Regions from separate parts of the Mus musculus genome. Here all the other regions are linked to region 5. Evidence: chromatin contacts called from public promoter capture Hi-C data. All regions are on one chromosome and are shown on one strand. The core of a region is the stretch at or near the end of the contact, and the rest is flanking DNA. Distances in the headings are between cores, read along the strand shown. Region 1 holds the start of Oxa1l (oxidase assembly 1-like). Region 2 holds the start of 4931414P19Rik (RIKEN cDNA 4931414P19 gene). Region 3 holds the start of 2410022M11Rik (RIKEN cDNA 2410022M11 gene). Region 4 holds the start of 4930579G18Rik (RIKEN cDNA 4930579G18 gene). Region 5 holds the start of Gmpr2 (guanosine monophosphate reductase 2).

Evidence for each region. Promoter capture Hi-C pulls out the DNA fragments that hold promoters and counts their contacts.
Region 1: a contact with region 5 is called in a promoter capture Hi-C map of pre-B cells, with 6 times the contacts expected there. The contact joins the promoter of Oxa1l here to the promoter of Gmpr2 in region 5. A contact is called at or near these places in 3 of 39 promoter capture datasets (cranial neural crest, liver and pre-B cells).
Region 2: a contact with region 5 is called in a promoter capture Hi-C map of pre-B cells, with 4 times the contacts expected there. The contact joins the promoter of 4931414P19Rik here to the promoter of Gmpr2 in region 5. A contact is called at or near these places in 4 of 39 promoter capture datasets (cranial neural crest, liver, neutrophils and 1 more).
Region 3: a contact with region 5 is called in a promoter capture Hi-C map of liver, with 2.2 times the contacts expected there. The contact joins the promoter of 2410022M11Rik here to the promoter of Gmpr2 in region 5. A contact is called at or near these places in 3 of 39 promoter capture datasets (hippocampal neurons, liver and pre-B cells) and 1 of 484 Hi-C or Micro-C datasets (B cells).
Region 4: a contact with region 5 is called in a promoter capture Hi-C map of hematopoietic stem and progenitor cells, with 2.4 times the contacts expected there. The contact joins the promoter of 4930579G18Rik here to the promoter of Gmpr2 in region 5. A contact is called at or near these places in 11 of 39 promoter capture datasets (the 3T3-L1 cell line, the C10 cell line, the HPC-7 cell line and 6 more).

What each region holds. Positions count from the first base shown.
Region 1 is chr14:54,359,004-54,362,157 of GRCm38.p6, forward strand. It overlaps Oxa1l (oxidase assembly 1-like), which reads left to right and starts at 1,838. Exons shown (of 10, transcript NM_026936.3): 1 at 1,838-1,914; 2 at 2,319-2,465. The coding sequence starts at 1,852.
Region 2 is chr14:54,604,134-54,607,569 of GRCm38.p6, forward strand. It overlaps 4931414P19Rik (RIKEN cDNA 4931414P19 gene), which reads right to left and starts at 1,775. Exons shown (of 7, transcript NM_028890.2): 1 at 1,670-1,775.
Region 3 is chr14:56,810,308-56,813,782 of GRCm38.p6, forward strand. It overlaps 2410022M11Rik (RIKEN cDNA 2410022M11 gene), which reads left to right and starts at 1,682. Exons shown (of 1, transcript NR_152252.1): 1 at 1,682-3,475. Zmym5 (zinc finger, MYM-type 5) reads right to left here and starts at 1,157. Exons shown (of 8, transcript NM_001253753.1): 1 at 1,027-1,157; 2 at 433-552.
Region 4 is chr14:54,648,806-54,651,993 of GRCm38.p6, forward strand. 4930579G18Rik (RIKEN cDNA 4930579G18 gene) reads left to right here and starts at 1,706. Exons shown (of 6, transcript NR_038053.1): 1 at 1,706-1,743; 2 at 2,260-2,463; 3 at 2,935-3,009. Acin1 (apoptotic chromatin condensation inducer 1) reads right to left here. Exons shown (of 19, transcript NM_023190.3): 9 at 2,912-3,053.
Region 5 is chr14:55,670,556-55,674,125 of GRCm38.p6, forward strand. It overlaps Gmpr2 (guanosine monophosphate reductase 2), which reads left to right and starts at 1,680. Exons shown (of 10, transcript NM_177992.2): 1 at 1,680-1,829; 2 at 2,151-2,246; 3 at 2,395-2,514. The coding sequence starts at 2,160. It overlaps Nedd8 (neural precursor cell expressed, developmentally down-regulated gene 8), which reads right to left and starts at 1,325. Exons shown (of 4, transcript NM_008683.4): 1 at 1,240-1,325. The coding sequence starts at 1,257.

The sequences.
Region 1 (3,154 bases), core at 588-3,087, 1.3 Mb before region 5:
CCTTAAAGTAATATTTAATTTTGCCTAAACAAAAAAGATAAAATTTTCCAAGATTTTTGTTTGATTTTTGCTTTGCTTGTTTGTTGAGACAGACTTTCTTTATGCAGTCCTTGCTGTCCTAGAACTCACTGTGTAGACCAGGCTGGTCTCAAACTCACAGAAAGACATCTGTCTCTGCCTTTTGAATGCTGATATTAAAGGCCTGTTCCCACCACATCTGACAATAGATGATAGATAGATAGATAGATAGATAGATAGATAGATAGATAGATAGATAGATAGATAGACAGACAGACATTTAGGCATGCATATATGAGTGTTGTGCTTGCTTATATGTATTTGTACCACACACTTGCCTAGTATCCATAGAGACAGACAAAGGTGTCAGAACTCTTGGAACTGGAGGTGTATGTGGTTGTGAGCTGCTATGTACATACATAAGAATATGTGCACGCACACACACACACACACACACACACTCTCTCTCTCTCTCTCTCTCTCTCTCTCTCTCTCTCTCTCTCTCCAAAATAAAAGTCGCAAATTTCGGGGTTGGATATGGCTCAGCGGTTAAGACTATTTGCTGCACCATGGTGAATACCAGAGTTCAGATCCCAACACTTATGCAACAAACACCTCTAACTCCATCCCTCTTCTGGCCTCCGAGAATGTACACTCATACAACACACGACATCTATGAAATAAATAAGTTTTTATTCCTCCAAAGTATCTAGTAGCATATGAAGAAGTATATGTGATCAACCCCCTCCTTCCTGAGCAGTAATTTATTTTTCACATTACTTTTTTTTTTTAAGATAAGGTCTCCATTTTTAACCCTGGCTGGCCTTGAACTCACCACTTACCTGAGTCAGCTTCCTCTTCAGTGCTGGGATCACAGGCGTGCAGCACCATACCCACCTTATTTCAATTTATGCTTTAGGGAAGCTTTTAGTTTCAAAAAATACACAACAAAATCTACAAATAGATAGTAACAATCTTGAGACAACAGATCCAAGACATCAAGTTCAACTTTCATCTTTAGTTTCCTCGGTTATTTCCCGGAAACTGCCTTCCCTATAGCTTTGTCAGATTCCAGGCTACTTTCAAATTTCATTGGATCTGTAATTACAATATTACCTTGCAGTAAGAAAAAACCCACGCCAAGCACAGATGTAAAAGCTATTGTTTTCGCCTTTCTGGTTTGCCTGTTTGTGGGGTTAATTCTAGTTTGAGATTTTGTTTATTCATTATCTTCTTGTGACAGGCAGGGTCTCTCTGCAGTCCTGGCTAGCCTTAAACACAATAGGTAACCAAGATTCACCTCGAATTTTAGGCAATCCTCCTGCCTCCGCCTCCCAAATGCTGGGATTATAGATTTGAGGCACTATTCCAAGAGTAAAGGCCATTTTTAATCCAAGAATTATTTTAACCCAGGGAACAATTACAGTTTGGGAAATGGAAGGGAAAACAGGAAATATGCTATGTTTACACTGCCACTTAACAGCGCATCCTGTCTCTTAGTTTCTTTTCTTTTTTTTTTTTTTTTTTTTTTTTTTTTTTGATTTTCGAGACAGGGTTTCTCTGTATAGTCCTGGCTGTTGTCCTGGAACTCACTTTGTAGACCAAGCTGGCCTCGAACTCAGAAATCCGCCTGCCTCTGTCTCTTAGTTTCAATCTCTGCGGAATCTTGACTTTTTTAAACCACTTCAAATACCATCGCCTGTCTTCATTCTCCCTCACTACCTGATCTGTGACGTCAGGTCTGACTGCCTGCCCATTTCCAAAATGGCCTCCCCCGCAGCGTCAAAGTTCTGAGTGCGCGTGCGCGAGAGTAAGTTCCCTCTTCCCGGCAAGATGGCGAGGAATTTAGTGTGCGGTCGCTGGCAGCTTCTGCGACTCCTACGACCCCAGCGTTCGGTAAGGTTCCGTCCAAAGCGCGGGGATGCTGCCTTGTCCTTGTCACCTGAGCTGAGGTCACGAGCAGATGCTGACCTGGTCACTGCGACCTGCGAGTCATGACCTCCGGTCGCGTGAGGGCACCACCGGGTTACGTCCCGGGGTTGGTGGCCTGGTTTCTCTGTAGCTGTTTGGAAACTGCCTGCGACCCTGAGCCGTGACCTCTGGGCCCCGTCCCCGGGCTTCGGTAACAGGATGCGGGAGACCCTAACCGGAGCTGCACCCTGCACGCTCCAGTGCATGGCTTCGGGGCCTGTAGTCTGTGCGAGCAGAGTTGCAGCGCCCCACTGCTGCAACCGCAGGCTGTCTGCGGGAGAGGCGGGTCGGCTGGGACTCAAGGCCTTCCCTTCCTTTCACATGGTCAGTACCATAGCGTCGCAGTGTCCCTGAGACCGCTGGCCGCCGAGCTCCTCGCAGCCCGCCGGGGTAACGGGCGGCCACCCTGTGCTCTTCTCGCCGTCTTCACTCCTCGCTGCATCAGTACATCTGCCACCCTCTTTGCAGAAGCCCAGGTAAGAGGTTCCCGCTGAGGAAAGGAGCACGACTTCTTGGCCCCTTTCTTTTGGTTCTGTGTTGTTTTGTTTGTTTTGTTTTGCGGGAGACAGTGAATGTGTAGCAGAGTTCTCACACTCCTCCTAAGTTCCTCCTAATATTAACCTGTTTGGAGTAGAAGTAGATTCTCATCTCAGGCAACTCAGTGAGGAAATGCCTAAAAGTGCTGAGAAATTTGTAGGGCAGGCAAAATGACCCTGCTGTACAAAAGCTCTTGCTATTGCAACCCTGGTAAACCGAGTGCCAACCCTGGAACCCAAGTAAAGGTGGAGCAGGTTGTGGCACAATCCTAGTAACCCCAGCACTTGGGAGGCAGAGATGGATAGATCTCTGAATTCAAAACCAGCCTGGTCAACATAGAGCTGTGTAGTGTGACCTTGTCTCAAAAATGAAAAAAAATAAATAAATAAATAATGAAGGAAGAAGGCGCCACACAAAGTTCATCTCTGACTTCCACACATGCTGTGGCATGCATGCCTACATACATCACACACACAAGATAAAAAAAAATTAAGCCTGGCGGTTGGTGGCGCACGCCTTTAGTCCCAGCACTTGAGAGGCAGAGGCAGGTGGATTTCTGAGTTCGAGGCCAGCCTGGTCTACAAAGTGAGTTCCAGGACAGCCAGGGCTACACAGAGAAACCCTGTCT
Region 2 (3,436 bases), core at 525-3,024, 1.1 Mb before region 5:
ACCCTGGGACCAGTAATCATTGTGTCCCAATCTGGTTTGTATTGCTGGGAAATAAAAAGTCACTGTAAATAAGTCTAGTCAACCTGAGCCAGGGCATTCTCCTTATTAGTATAAATTATACTGCAGGTATTGTTTAGGTGTCTTTAAATGCTGTCTCTACACAACACTGAACTAAGAAGCACGGGGGTTTGGTTGTAGTGAAAACTTGCACTTTAATCTCCCGGTTACAACATTGTAACCGACCCTGATTGCCATCCACATACACTATAATGTTTTCACTCAAGTCTTTAAACACAGACTGGATTTGGGCAAATCCTGTCTAACTCTTAATAAGCCTGTCTCAGCATAGAACTCCCAAGGGAAGGGGGGCCTCTGCCCCAGGCAACAGTCCTTCAATGCACACACACTTTTCCAAAAATGTGACGATATGGGGGAAGCTTTGCATTCACAGAAAGCAAAATAACAATCACATTGTATTTCTTATCCCTCCTGGGTTTTGCGTTTGCCTCCTCTTGCCCCTACCCCAAGTACCCCTCCCAGGACCCCACCCCCACCCCCGTTCAGTAACTGGACTAGAATATTGTCTCACACACTTTCCCAGATGTGGAGTTTTCCAAACAAATCCCAACCAATAAAAGGTCACTTTGTCAAAATGCCAGGAGATTCCCTTCTGGTACCTCCCCCCAAAACTACTCATAAAGGCTAAAATATACACAGTTGCATGTTTAGGAAGGAAAACCAATAAAAAACCAAAAGCATTTAAAAAGTCACTAAAAGGCTCTGGACTACACACTCAGTCCCCGTCCCCCCCACTTCGTTTGCCAAACACACTGACTGCAGGCTTTGGGGCAATTATTTAATTATTCACTAATCTGATATAAAAAGAAGCAGAAAAGAAGGTAAATTCCAATAGGATGAAAGTTCTTAAGTATGCTAAGTGCAGGATTTCCTCTACGCTTTACTTTGCATTTGAAATCCTGTTTTGATCACATTTGGGAACACAGAGGGGAAAAAACATCCTAAGGTCTATTTTACACACATAAAATCAAATGAAAACACTTTAAAAATAAAATCCGATAACAGCACATATACACATACTTTACATAAATACAAAGAATAAACCACAAGATGAATCCATACGAAATGGTATGTTTTAAGTGTACATACACACAAATGTCCTCATGAAATTGTGTGTGCAAAACACTGTGAGAGAGCTTTCCCTTCTCTCCTGGGAAATGAGTGTCCCAATTAAAATAACCCAGTATATTTAATCTATTGGCCTGTCACACTCGCTGCTACATTGCTGCTACAGCACTTGGTTTTGGTTCTGAGTGAGTGTGTCTAAAATACATGCCAAAGGCTTTGTGAGGGCACCTCAAATCTCTCTGTTGCCTGTGGTAGAAATTCACATTATCGCTTTAACCCGATTAAAAACAAATCTATACTTCCCCAAGCGACTAAAATTTAAATCCTTCAACCACAAAATTTACCAATTCTTAAAATGTGATCCAAAAAGAAAAAAAAAATCTGTAAATTGGTCTGGGAACAGTTGCACACGGCTTCTCAACTTGGTATATTTTTAAACCTCGACCAGGAAAAAGAAAGAGAAAGAGAGACAGGAAAAGAAATGGGGAAAAGAGCAAATTCCCCTTAGCAACAGTTTCCTCACCCCAGCACTGCCACAGATCTCTATTTTTAAAAATTTGGAAAACGCACACAAGATGAAGGAGGAAAAAAAATGGAAAAAGGATACTCGAAGGTCGTATGGCTCTTTGTATTCGTGTGTGTGCAAAAAAGGAGGACTCGCGGAGCCGGAGCTCACAAGCCCCGCCCCTTCCCGGCCGCCCGCCCGGATTGGCCGCCGCCCGCCCCGCCCGCAAGCACACGCGCCGCACCCGAGGCGCCCGTCCGGGGGGCCCCCGAGGGCCGCGAGCTCCCGGACCTGGCCGATGCGCCCACTGCCCTTCCCTTTCTCCTCGCTGTCCGCTCATCTTTCCCGTCTCGTTCTCCCTCCCCGCCCCCCAAGCCAGGCTCAGAAGAACCACCCTGTGAGTGAGCGCCCTCTGACATTGCTAAGCTGGGAGAACTAGCGAACTTGGGACCTCTTAGGCTGATTGAGCGTCAGGTTTGGGGGGCGAGGCCCTCCAACCCTTGGTTTCCCAGGCCAGTGTCTCTGGGTCACACAAGTTGTCTAGCAGCCCACCTTTACATGAACATCTATGAGTGTAACGTTGTTCAAGTGAGAGGCTAAGTAGCCTTACACTTGGGGCTTGTTTTTGCACAGCCTGAGCCAGGCTCCCCTACTAGGCTAAAACCACATTCTGAAGAAACCAAAATGTCTCCCTCACACACCCTGCATGTAGACCATTGCTTAAACCTCGATTTTAAGCAGTCCATAAACCGGTCTCACTGCACCTTTTTATTATAAAACGTTTGCGCGAACACACACACACACACACACTAACATACATACATACATACGTGTGTGTGTGTGTGTGTGTGTGTGTGTGTGTGTGTGTGTGTATTTTTTCTTTTGGTGGGGGCACTCGCGTGCCGCAATGCAAAGTGTGGCAATTAGGGGACAACTTGTGCCAGGTGTGGTGGCGCATGCCTTTAATCCCAGCACTCGGGAGGCAGAGACAGGCGGATTTCTGAGTTCGAGGCCAGCCTGGTCTATAAAGTGAGTTCCAGGACAGCCAGGGCTATACAGAGAAACCCTGTCTCAGAAAAAAGAAAAAAAAAAAAAAAAAAAAAAAAAAGAATAGGGGACAACTTGCAGGAATTCTCTCCACCTAGAGGGTCTGAAGGATCAAACTCAAGTCCACAGGGGTTTGGCAGCCTTCACCAGTGTCTCTGCTGGACACTAAGTTCTCTTTCTCCCCCCCCCCTCTCCCTCTCCCTCTCCGTCTCTCTCTCTCTCACCTATTTATTTATGTTTTAATATCTGAAACCCATGACCCTTCTCAAGTCTTCTTTCTAGGACTTCCTGCCTTTTCCTCCTCACTCGAACCCCTGACCTATGAGTTTATAAAAGAAAATGAAAAGAACTCTAAAAATGGTGATGCATGCTTTAACCACATTAAAAGAAAAAGATGTGTTCCCGTTTCTTTTTCCCTCTTGTTCTGGAAGCAGTTTCTATGCTTCTGGCTGTGGCCTGGCTGTGTTGAAGAGGAGACTGCAGACGTCTCCAGCTTTGCACAGCAATGTTGACATGGCTTCTTACAGAGGGTAAGCGACTGTGACAGTACAGGGGCACAACACACAGAGGCATGTGTCATTATGTGTGGCCGGAGGATGGCTCTGTCTCCAGGGGAACAGGCTTCACTGGGCATTAGCTTCTACTCCCAGTCACCGTCCTCAGTCTCCGTATGCCTCCTCGCCAAAGCCTCCTGGTCCAGCTCTGCCTGTCAGTGTCTCTATCCATCTTTCCCTGCTG
Region 3 (3,475 bases), core at 432-2,931, 1.1 Mb after region 5:
TCTCCTAGAAAGGAACACAAAAATGTTAAGTGCACAGCATCTTATGACTAAGAACATAGTCTTATTTAGGAATCTGAGAAGACAGCCATGTTAGTAGTACCCACTAACACACTACAGATCACACTGGCTTGGCTTTCTCAGCAGAAATCACTCAGGCAGCAACTCTTCACTTCGACAAAATAGAAAAGTCTATCCTAGTGGTTTAAGCAGGAAAGCTACGCAAAATGACTCACAATGGAGATGTTTTCCTTATTCCTGTCAAATCCTTCACCAAAGTAGCTTGAAGATCCTAGTATAAAAAGAAATTTACAAACAAACACCCAAAACACATACATACAGTGAACATCAACAGCTCCGAGGTAGCACCAAACCCTGAACGCCAAAGGAAATAAATAAGTCAAGGTGAAGTTATTCCCAAGCTGTTCTACCAACCTTCTCCAAATAAACAATAGATCAACTAAACGACAGCAGGCCAAGCTCATATGTTCTTTCCAGTTTCAGAATTATGAGTAGAGCGCGCAGCTGAGTCGAAGAGTAAACGCGTCCTCGAATCTAGAAAGGGATTCACATTTCTCCTAAGTAGTTACCACTCAAGTACAAATCCGACCCGGGAGAGGTTCAACAATTGGGTCCCATTTGCCGCAAGCACTTGATTAGGGCCTAACTCCTCAGTAGCCCGCGACAGGCACCAGGTCAGCCATTAGAAACTGGCTCAAATAAGATTAAAAGCTGCGACAGACCGACCCAAAAAAAAAAAAAAAGAGAGAGAGAGAAAACGCCGCGGGACGTAAGAGGACGCCCCTTAACACGGAAAACTTGGGGTGTCGGTTGAACAGACAGGGTGGGAGTGCGGCCCCCGGGCGGGAGGGCCAAAGGGCCCCTCCCCGACCCGCCCGCCCGCTCGCAGCACAGAAAGGAAAACACTCTTCGACCTCCGGCCGCTGCCGCCCGCACCCGGAGGCTCTCGCGCTCCCCGCCCCGCGGCCGCCTCACCCAGCCAGCCCTGCCGCGCCCGCGCTCCCTCACCCCTCCGGCCGCACGCGAAGCCGCCCTGGACATCAGCGCGGCCCCCAGCGCACCCTCAGGCCCCGACGCAGCAGCCGCGACACCGGCCGCCGCGGGCTGTTAAGCCCGGCTCGGTGGGAGGCTCCCGACGCTGCCCTCACCCATCTCCGCCTCCCCAGTCGCCCCCGCCTCCGCCTCCTCCTCCCGAGGCTGCGCTGCTCCCAGCCACCCCCACTCTCCGCGGCCCTCGACAGGAAAGACGGCGGGGAGAAGCCTCACCGGGTTCTGGCTGCAGCTCCGCGGAACGAACCTCCCCTCCCCCGGCCCACCCCCCTTCGGCGACACGCACAACTCCGCTCGGTCCAGTCCCGGCTTTAGCGCTGGTGAGGAGGAGGCAGAGGAGGCGGTGGCACGGCGGGGCCCGGGGAGGCCCCGCCCTCCGCACGCTCATTGGCTGATGGCGTGGGCGGCACGGAATGCCTCGGGCAGGCTCCATTGGCCCAGTCGGCCTTCTTTCAGGACCCTCCTCGGTGAGGTAGTCACGGCGGCTGTCCGTCAGACCTGGGCCACGCCCTCGGGCCTGCCGGCCCCCCCCCCCCCCCCCCCCGCCGCCAGCCCCGGGCTGGGCCGGCCCTCCCTCTCTTCCGCCCTCCCTCCGTGCCCCCGCCCCGCCCCCACTCGCGGGGTCTGCCCGGGTCAGGAGCCCGAGTGGCGCTGCCCGCAGTTCGGCTCGCGCTTCGGCCCTGGGGGCGGGCGATATTCGTCGAGGCTTCCGGTGGGCCCGGGATCGGGACACTGGGTCTCGGCCTCCAGACGGTCGCCACGGCCCTTTGCGACTCTGCTCGAGGAGAGACGCGGCCTCGATGTCCCGGCGTCCTCCCTGTCCAGGCCCCCAAGACCCCGGCGACTGGCGAGCCCGGCAATGCCTGCGGCGGACCGAGGGGGCGAGCCCGGCCGCGGCCGCAAGGGGACTGGTGCGCTGGCGGCCGTGCAGGCGCTTCCACCTTGCCTGGCCCGTGGGAAGGGTGTCCCACCTCCGCCATGGCTGCGGCGGGAGGAGACGTCGGCCTCCATTTTGTGGGATCTGTTGGGAGAACTTGGGGCCCATCAGAACCGAACCCGTGGGGACGAGAAACTTGGCCCGGAACGAGTCCGATCGCGCTCTACCATAGGCCTTGTCCTCGGCCGCCAAGAGTTTGCGCGCCGAGATTGCGGCGGGGCCACAGGACAGTGGTGACCCCAGACTGCCGCCGGGCAAGATGGAGCCCCGGGCTCCCTTAGCGGGCTCGCGCCCCTGGGACCTGGGCTGTCTGGCCTTGGCCGTCGGTGCCTGGCCGAGCACGCGCTCTCCGGCCTGCCCGGCGCCTGTCCTCCACGTTTGCCGGGCCTCGGGCCATCGCGTGCCCTTCGCTTCATCCTGGCTCCGTGGGCAGTGACCCTCTAATGGGAGTCCCACCGGACGCATTCGGAGCGGAGCCGCTGGAGGGCGGCACGAGGGTCTTTTGTTCCTCGTCTATACCCATGTCTTTGGCAGAAGACTTGGTGCCGGATTTCCAGGACTCCCTGTAACCTAAGAAATGCACCTCGCCCTGGTGTTTGTTAGCGGGATTACAACTGATGCTTTTAGGTTGGATTGAGGTTCTTGTTACATAATATGTGAAAATATATGACTCTTAACTGGACTTGGTGGCGCATGCTTTTAGTTCCAACACTTGCAGGCAGAGGCAGTTGGATATCTGTGAGTTCGAGGCCAGGTTGGTCTACAAAGTGGATTCCTGGACAGTCAGGGCTACACAGAAAAACCCTGAGTTGAAAAACCAAAAGAGCAAAAATATATATGAGTCTCTCTTTTAAGACAATGTCTAGCATAGTCTGGCCTGGAACTCTGTGATCTTTCTTCTGCCTTTGCCTCTCTCTTCCTCTGCCTCTGGAGCATTGGGATTGTAAGCATGTCACCACTGCTTTCTTGGTTTAGGCTTAGATATGATTTGAAAACAAAATCCCACACCTCATAGCACAGGAATGGAGTGCCAGTATTAAAGGCACAGAAGTAGCAGAATCAGTTCAAAGCTGACCCAGGATACATTAACTGCCTCAAAGAGAAAAAACAAAACAAAACCACAAAAACCAGGCAGCTGAGTGGAAGGCTATTAGATGGCTCAGAGGTTATGAGTGCTTCCTGCTCTTAAAGACTACCAGATTTGTACCTTCGTGGAGCAGTTTCCAACTGCCAGCAACTGCAGTTCCAGGAGATCCAAGCCCTTTTTTGGACAAGCTCTTCTGGCCTACCTACACACATAGATGTACAAATACATTCATGAGCACATATACATATCTCAGAGTTACAGAAACCGGAGTTTTTTTTTTCAATATTTAAAACGCACATCCCCTTTTTTTCTCTTCTGAAGTATGATAAAAGCATGCTCATTGGATGACAAACATATAACCCTAAGTCATGTTTCTTGTCCGT
Region 4 (3,188 bases), core at 456-2,955, 1.0 Mb before region 5:
ATTATACAAGGTTCACTGCAGATGAAGGGCAGGTAGCAGAGAGAATTTACAAGGATCTCTTGTCTAAGGAGGCTCTGGTAAAGGCCAGCTGCTCCAGGGAAAGCCTCGGCCTCCCCAACCACCACCCTTACTCCAGCAGAGCCTTAACGCTCCCCCTTCAAACAGGGCTCAAATGCAGGGGCTCTGGCTAAGGACCAAAACCAAAACAAATCCCACAAGACAGATTTGGGCAAGCCTCTTTCCAGACACACAGTGGAGTGACACTACAGACAGAGCAGGGGCACTTTTATAGGTGCTTATTTCTGGAAAAACTAAGACCACCCTACCACCCTTCTAACGGGTAGGGCAGGACCCCCTTAATCTCCTTTCCCCTCCCACCCCCAGCCCCACCTGTGTCATCTAACCAAGTCTCCTTGGTCTGTGTTAAGAGCCAGCCTGACCCCTAGCTAGGTTGCTCACGATGGGTAAGTTAGTGAGAAAAGGAAATAAATAAAAACCAAAAAAACAAACAAACAAACAAAAAAAAACAAAAAAGAAAGAAAATAAAAGAACCCAAAAAACCAATTAAACAAAATAACTTAATTAAAACAAGAAAAACACGAACCAAATAAATAAACCCAACAAAGAAATAAAAAAATAAATTATAAAAATAAAAGATTAAAGAAGAGGTAGAAAATAAAAGAATAAACTAGGAATATGACAAATGTTCCAGGTACCATCTCACACCTGGGATCTTCAGTTCAGCCAATCGCACCTCACTGTGTACTGTATCTAGTCAACCGCCGTCCAATCAGAATGAGCCCTCCCTGCTAGGCGCTGTGCAATTGGTGGGGGGTTGGGTTGGCAAAAAAGGTGGGCGCACGGCGTGGTAGTCAGCGTGGCACTGCCAGAGTCCTCCCAGGGGCGCAGGGGGGGCGGGAGGGAATCGTGTGGGGGGACGCTGCCCAGTTTCCAAGATGTCAAAACAGTTCACTGGCGATGGCCAGCCTCAGCGAGGGGCAGAGGGGGGAATGGGGGCAGAGCATCAGTCCTGGCCCTGTAGGGCATCATCTTGCAGTCCCTGATGAATGAGCAAGCGGCCTGTGAGCGGCAGGAATGCTCCTTGCCTTTCTTTCATGAGGCAGGCAGGACCCTATGTCCACCAGTGACAAGCTGCAGCAGTGCCACTAGCCAACACTTGGGATCCAGGTGACAACTCCAAAGTCCCTTCCTCCTCTGAGTGTAACTGGGGAGAGGTCCTGTCACCGAGCAGGATCATGGAGCCTCTGATGAAGGTAGCCCGGGGGTGGCAGTAGTCAATTTCCCCAGGACCTGGTACACATTCAGCAGCAAGCTCAGAGTATGTCTTCCGGTTTGTCGTTGGCACCTCCTCAGGGACTGCAGCTGAGACAGTGGTTCCGGTTGGGTGGGTGAGTGAGTCCCTGCCTCCAGGGATGGAGGAGAAGCTGAAGCGACCGACACGATGCTGCCCTTCACCATGGACAGCAGGGACCAAAGGAAAGTCCATCTGAAGAGCAAGTGGTGACACGCGGGCTGGGCTGCCATCAGCTTTAAGCCCCTGGGTACAGACCCCCAGACTTCTCTGCAGGGTTTCTAGTCAACAAAGCTTAGGCCACCGGCCCCACTCAAGTGTTTACAGCTCGGCACTGTCGTCATAAACATCTGACTCTCTTAGGTTTCTTGGTCCCTAGATGGGGATCCCAACAGTCTGTAGCAAACAAGGCAACCCACAGTCTCTGACAGGTAAGGGCATGTGGGCAGGCACCCCAGCACTGGCACAACTCTTCTTGGGGTGTCCCGAGTAGGGCGATGATTCAAGTCCACCCCTTTCCAAATGCTTCTTGTTCTCAGTACAAGTCTCTCCAGAACAGTGCTCGTCTCAGCCCCGATGTAAGCAAGAAGGGAGGCGGGGCCCATCACAGACGCCCACAGACACGCCCCTCTGGCCAAGACACCGGGAGCACACTCGGCTCTGATTGGGCGGCTCGGTAGCAGCGGGTGGGTCCAGAGGTAGAGGCGGCATCAGCGATTGGCCAGTTGGGCAGGGTTATATTTTACGGGCGGATTACCGTACATGAGGTACTTGGACAAAGTTTTACGGGGAAGAAGGACCTTGTAATAAATAATATTCTGCACATCAAATCACTTTCACCGGCCCCCACCCCCGCAACACACACCAGAGAAAGGCTACACACACAACAGCCCCTCCCACCCTGTAATAATACCACTCCCAAACCCAGCTAATTCTATTTCTTTAAGGGTCAAGAAGACCTCGCTGGCTCCAATGGGGGAAGCCTCTTGAACTGGGTATAGGAAAAAGTGGTAATATTTGTGCCAACAAAACAAAACAAAACCTAAGAGGGCCTTGTGGTTCACCCCTTGGATTTCTAAGAAGCTACACTTCCGTAATTAGACCACTGGGGGGCAGAAGAGCAACAAAAATTCCTCAGCATGGCTGACTCGGTAAGAGACCCAAAGCCCCACTAGGTGGCGACAAGTGCCATTAAGCTTTTAAAAAGGAGGGAAAGCTCAAGGAGTTAGCTTCACAGAAGCTTCAGCAGCAAGAAAGCTGCACTTGGGTTTTTTGGTTTTTCTCTCTCTCTCCTCTCTCTCTCCCTCGCCTCCCTCTCCCCCCTCTCTCTCTAAAAAAAAGGGCCATTAACAGACTTCCAAATTAGGAGCCTGGTCTATATCACTGCTTCATGTAGGGAAAGGAAATCAAAGACCTTGTCTGTTATCACAAGGGGCATCCCTTGCTAAACCAGCGAATTCTCCCTTGCCCTATCCTGATCCAAGGATAGCCTTATCCCCTTTAGGTCATCCCACTGTGTAAGAGGGATGGCTGAGATGGTCTATTCTCCCTAGGCCCACGCTCGGCCCACCCTCCCCAACAGGTGGCTTGGCTAGTTACCTCTTTCTTTTCCTCTTCTTCAGCACCACCCTCTGGGCGCTCATCATTGCTGACTTGGTCTGCAACAGGCAGAGGAGGCTCAGGCACCTCATTTTCAGGTCTGTTTTCACTGGTGTCCATGGTCACTTCCTCCTTCTCTTCACTGACAGGATGGAAGAGATTGAAGGAAAGGGTAGGAGAGAGTGAAGGGGAAGAGAGAGCAAGATGTTAGCTTTGTGGACATAAAATCCCAATGGCTCCTTACTTGGGCGGGATCAGACTAGAACTTTCCCATGGG
Region 5 (3,570 bases), core at 430-2,929:
CTGGTTCAAAATCCCAAGTAATCCTCCACCTCCACCACCACCGCCATCATAGATCCACTGAACAGGGAGGGACTATCATTCTTATGATCCATTAAGTCTGAGCCTACCCAAAACACAGTGTTGTATATATTAAAAACAAAGAATAAAATGGTGTTTAAAACTCAAAGACCTGCTGGGCAGTGGTGGCGCACGCCTTTAATCCCAGCACTTGGGATGCAGAGGCAGGCGGATTTCTGAGTCCGAGGCCAGCCTGGTCTACAGAGTGAGTTTCTGGACATCCAGGGCTGCACTGAAAAACCCTGTCTCCAAAAACAAAACAAAACAAACAAAAAGAGTCAAAGACCTATTGCTAATTCATAGATTACCCATGTCTGAAAAACAGTAATCATCAACTTGCCCTCTGACTTCAATCTTTAATTAAAGTTTTTTTTGGAAGGAATGTAGAAAAAAAGGCTAATAGTTGACGTGTCCAGTAACTGAAGATAGACTGAACACAGCAATGAAAAGGTCAGATTAATGCCAGGCCTCCTCATTATTATCATTTTTGTGTCTCTGTCTAAATGTACAGCAGAATGGCCTGATGGGTTTAAAACTGAACATCTACGGGAGTTGAAGACAGAGTACCAAGAACCAACGCATCGATAAGTAGCCTAAATTAGCCAAAGAAATGAGGCTAGTTCTTAATGTCCAGTTCCGACAGAAGGTGCCTAGTACCACTCCGAGCTTAGCTACTGTAAGACGGGTGAGACACTAACCTTGGCTCGTAGTCTAGCTACTGAAAGGCCCTCACTTTCATCAGACTCTAATCAGTGCTGTGCTCTGGAGGGAGCCTGTGTTAGGGCCTGAGAGAAGTATACAATCTAGGCATGAAGAACAGGGGACAAAGCTTTCCCAAAAAATTCTGGAGTGAGGAGCCAAGCTGCTGCCAGGCCTTCTCTATGACTGCAAGGGCTTGAATACAGTGAGACCAGGACAAACGCTGCCTCCTTCTGGGTCTGAATACAGACTGGCAAGAAAGTAGGACAGGCTTCCTTGTAAGACCCGAAGTCTTCAGGCTGGATCGGCCTCCAGAGCTCAAAGCCTCCCGGGGTCCCCCTAGTTCCCATCAAGCCTCGCGCAGGGCCCCGAGGGTGTCAGCCCTCCAAGTTCAGGAAAGGCATGGTTTTCCTTCCCGCCTCTCCCTTAAGGCGCAGCGGCCAACCCTGCACCGAGTCTTGGAAAGTCTGGAAACGCTCCCACCTTCACTTTAATTAGCATCTTCTTCCCAGGTTGGGGTTGCAGGCGGCTAGAGTGCTGCTTCTCCCGCTGTGGTCGCTGCTGCCGCTGCCGCTTCCCAGCACTCCACGGCAAGGAACACTTCTGCTTCCGGGTCACTCTCTGGACCCACCCTCTCCTCTTTCCACCGGGTTCCCGAAACGCTCAGGAGTGCCCTCGTGTTCTGTGTCAGTGGGGTTGTAAAGAGAAAGGCAAGTCGGCTAGGAACAGCCAGACGGCGCCCTGAGACCCCGCGCGTGGCCACCGAACTGGTGTTAGCGGCGAGCTGGAACGGAACAAACTACTTGTCCCATCATGCCTGGAGGCAGCTCTGTCCTTTGCATCCTAGGAGTTGTAGTTCTTCTGCCGCTCGCACTCAACGGCAGCTTGAGTGTGTGGACTCTGTTACCCAGAAGGCCTTGCACAGCGCCCGAAGCTAGAATTCCTTGGGTAGTCGAGTTTGCAATTAGCGGAACTCGTTCGAGTGGCCCTGAAGGCTCATCGAGGCTGCACGCGGCTAGTTGCTAAGCAAAAGAATCTTTGGTCAACTGCCACCTGAGTCAAAGCAACAGGAAGTGAGTACCGCTATGCCGGAAGCTGGTTAAAATCTCTTTTCTCATCCCTAAGTTAGCTTCTTACTCTAAGTTGCCCTTTGCAGGGGCGAAAAAAGGGAGAGTAACTAGGTAAGGAAGCACCTTCAGGAACCATAATCTCTTCCCAATTCTCCCTAAAAATCATACCTGGGATTGAAGCATTAGGATAATCCAGACACTGGATGGTCCCAGGGAGACTTGAAGAACCACACCCTGATCTGACTTTACACAGTTTAAGCGTGAGAGGCGAACTTTGTTACTTCCCAGTCTTACAGCCTCATTTTTTTTTAAATCTAACTCCAGCTTTGCATCATGCCTCATATTGATAATGATGTGAAACTTGACTTCAAGGATGTCCTGTTGAGGCCCAAACGCAGCACTCTTAAGTCTCGAAGTGAGGTGAGCCAGTTGTCTTCCTTGGTTTTTATTTATTTATTTATTTTTACCTCAAGCTTCTAATGGACCAGGTCCAAGAAAGCTGTCAGGTTCGAGAACGATACATATTTTCTGAATGAATGAAATCTTAATGTCCTCTTAATGTCTGCAGGTAGAGCTCACAAGATCATTTTCGTTCCGGAACTCAAAGCAGATGTACAGTGGCATCCCTGTCATTGCTGCCAATATGGATACCGTGGGCACTTTTGAAATGGCTAGGGTTCTCTGTAAGGTGAGATTAACCTTATGCCCCCTACCAGATCTTCTCCCAGCTAGCGGCTACAGAGGAATTGCATCTGTATTCCCAGTCTCTGGCAATTAACAGAATGTTGTGTTTACTATTTTTTTTTCCATTACTAAGAACCATTTGATCAGTTCAAAGATCTGTCTGAACTAGTGAGATTCAAATTTAGATCTGTTTCATCTTTTTTATTATAATCTCCCATAAATTATATACTTTACCAAATTCTTCCAGTGCCCACCCAGGTCAACCCAAGCACATGCATTTCTTCAGTCAGTCATTGTTTGAACATTAAGCAGTCACTGTTTAGTCCAGAAATTAAATACTGTTTTGAGTATTTAAAAATTTTCAACCTGGGATATTACAGAAAAAAGGAGTTTATTAGTTTTCTTGTATGCCTACTATTATTTTAATTTTTCACTTCTTTAAGGTTCTTTTAGGTTCCTGGGAGTTTCTGAGATCTATCCCAAATGGAAGTTTTGTTCTTAAATACAGATTGTTCCCTTTGAAAATGGAAGACACTGCTCCTGACAGTAATATCACTTGCCTCTATGCATGTAGTTGAGAAGGTAGATAGTTGCCTGGGCACTTTTGAGAACATAATGTGCTTTGCTGATTAATCCTAGTATCCCTAGTTGGTGGGTTCTGTTTCTGTTTGTGGCTGTTGGCCTTAAAGACCTGGGTTTTTGTTTGTTTGTTTTTCTGTTTTTGTAGAATGTTTGTTGTGCTTTCTCTGAGATTGATAATTATGGAGTTTTATTACTTTATTCCTGTTACCATTTACTAATTCTTCAGGGTTTTGGCTATTATCTTGTCTGTCTTCTCTGACAGGTGGATTTGGGGAATTGGCAAATCTGTTAAAAAGGCATGCTATAATTCATGAACCTTACTGGGAAATGGATTTCAATACTGTGGACAAGTACTACAGAAACCAAATTTTAGAAATATAGCCAAGTCTCAATAATGATTAAAAAAATAAATTAGATACCAAAAAAAAAAAAAAAAGTGTTTCTTGGGGTTTGTATGGATTAGGTGAACTTAGCACAG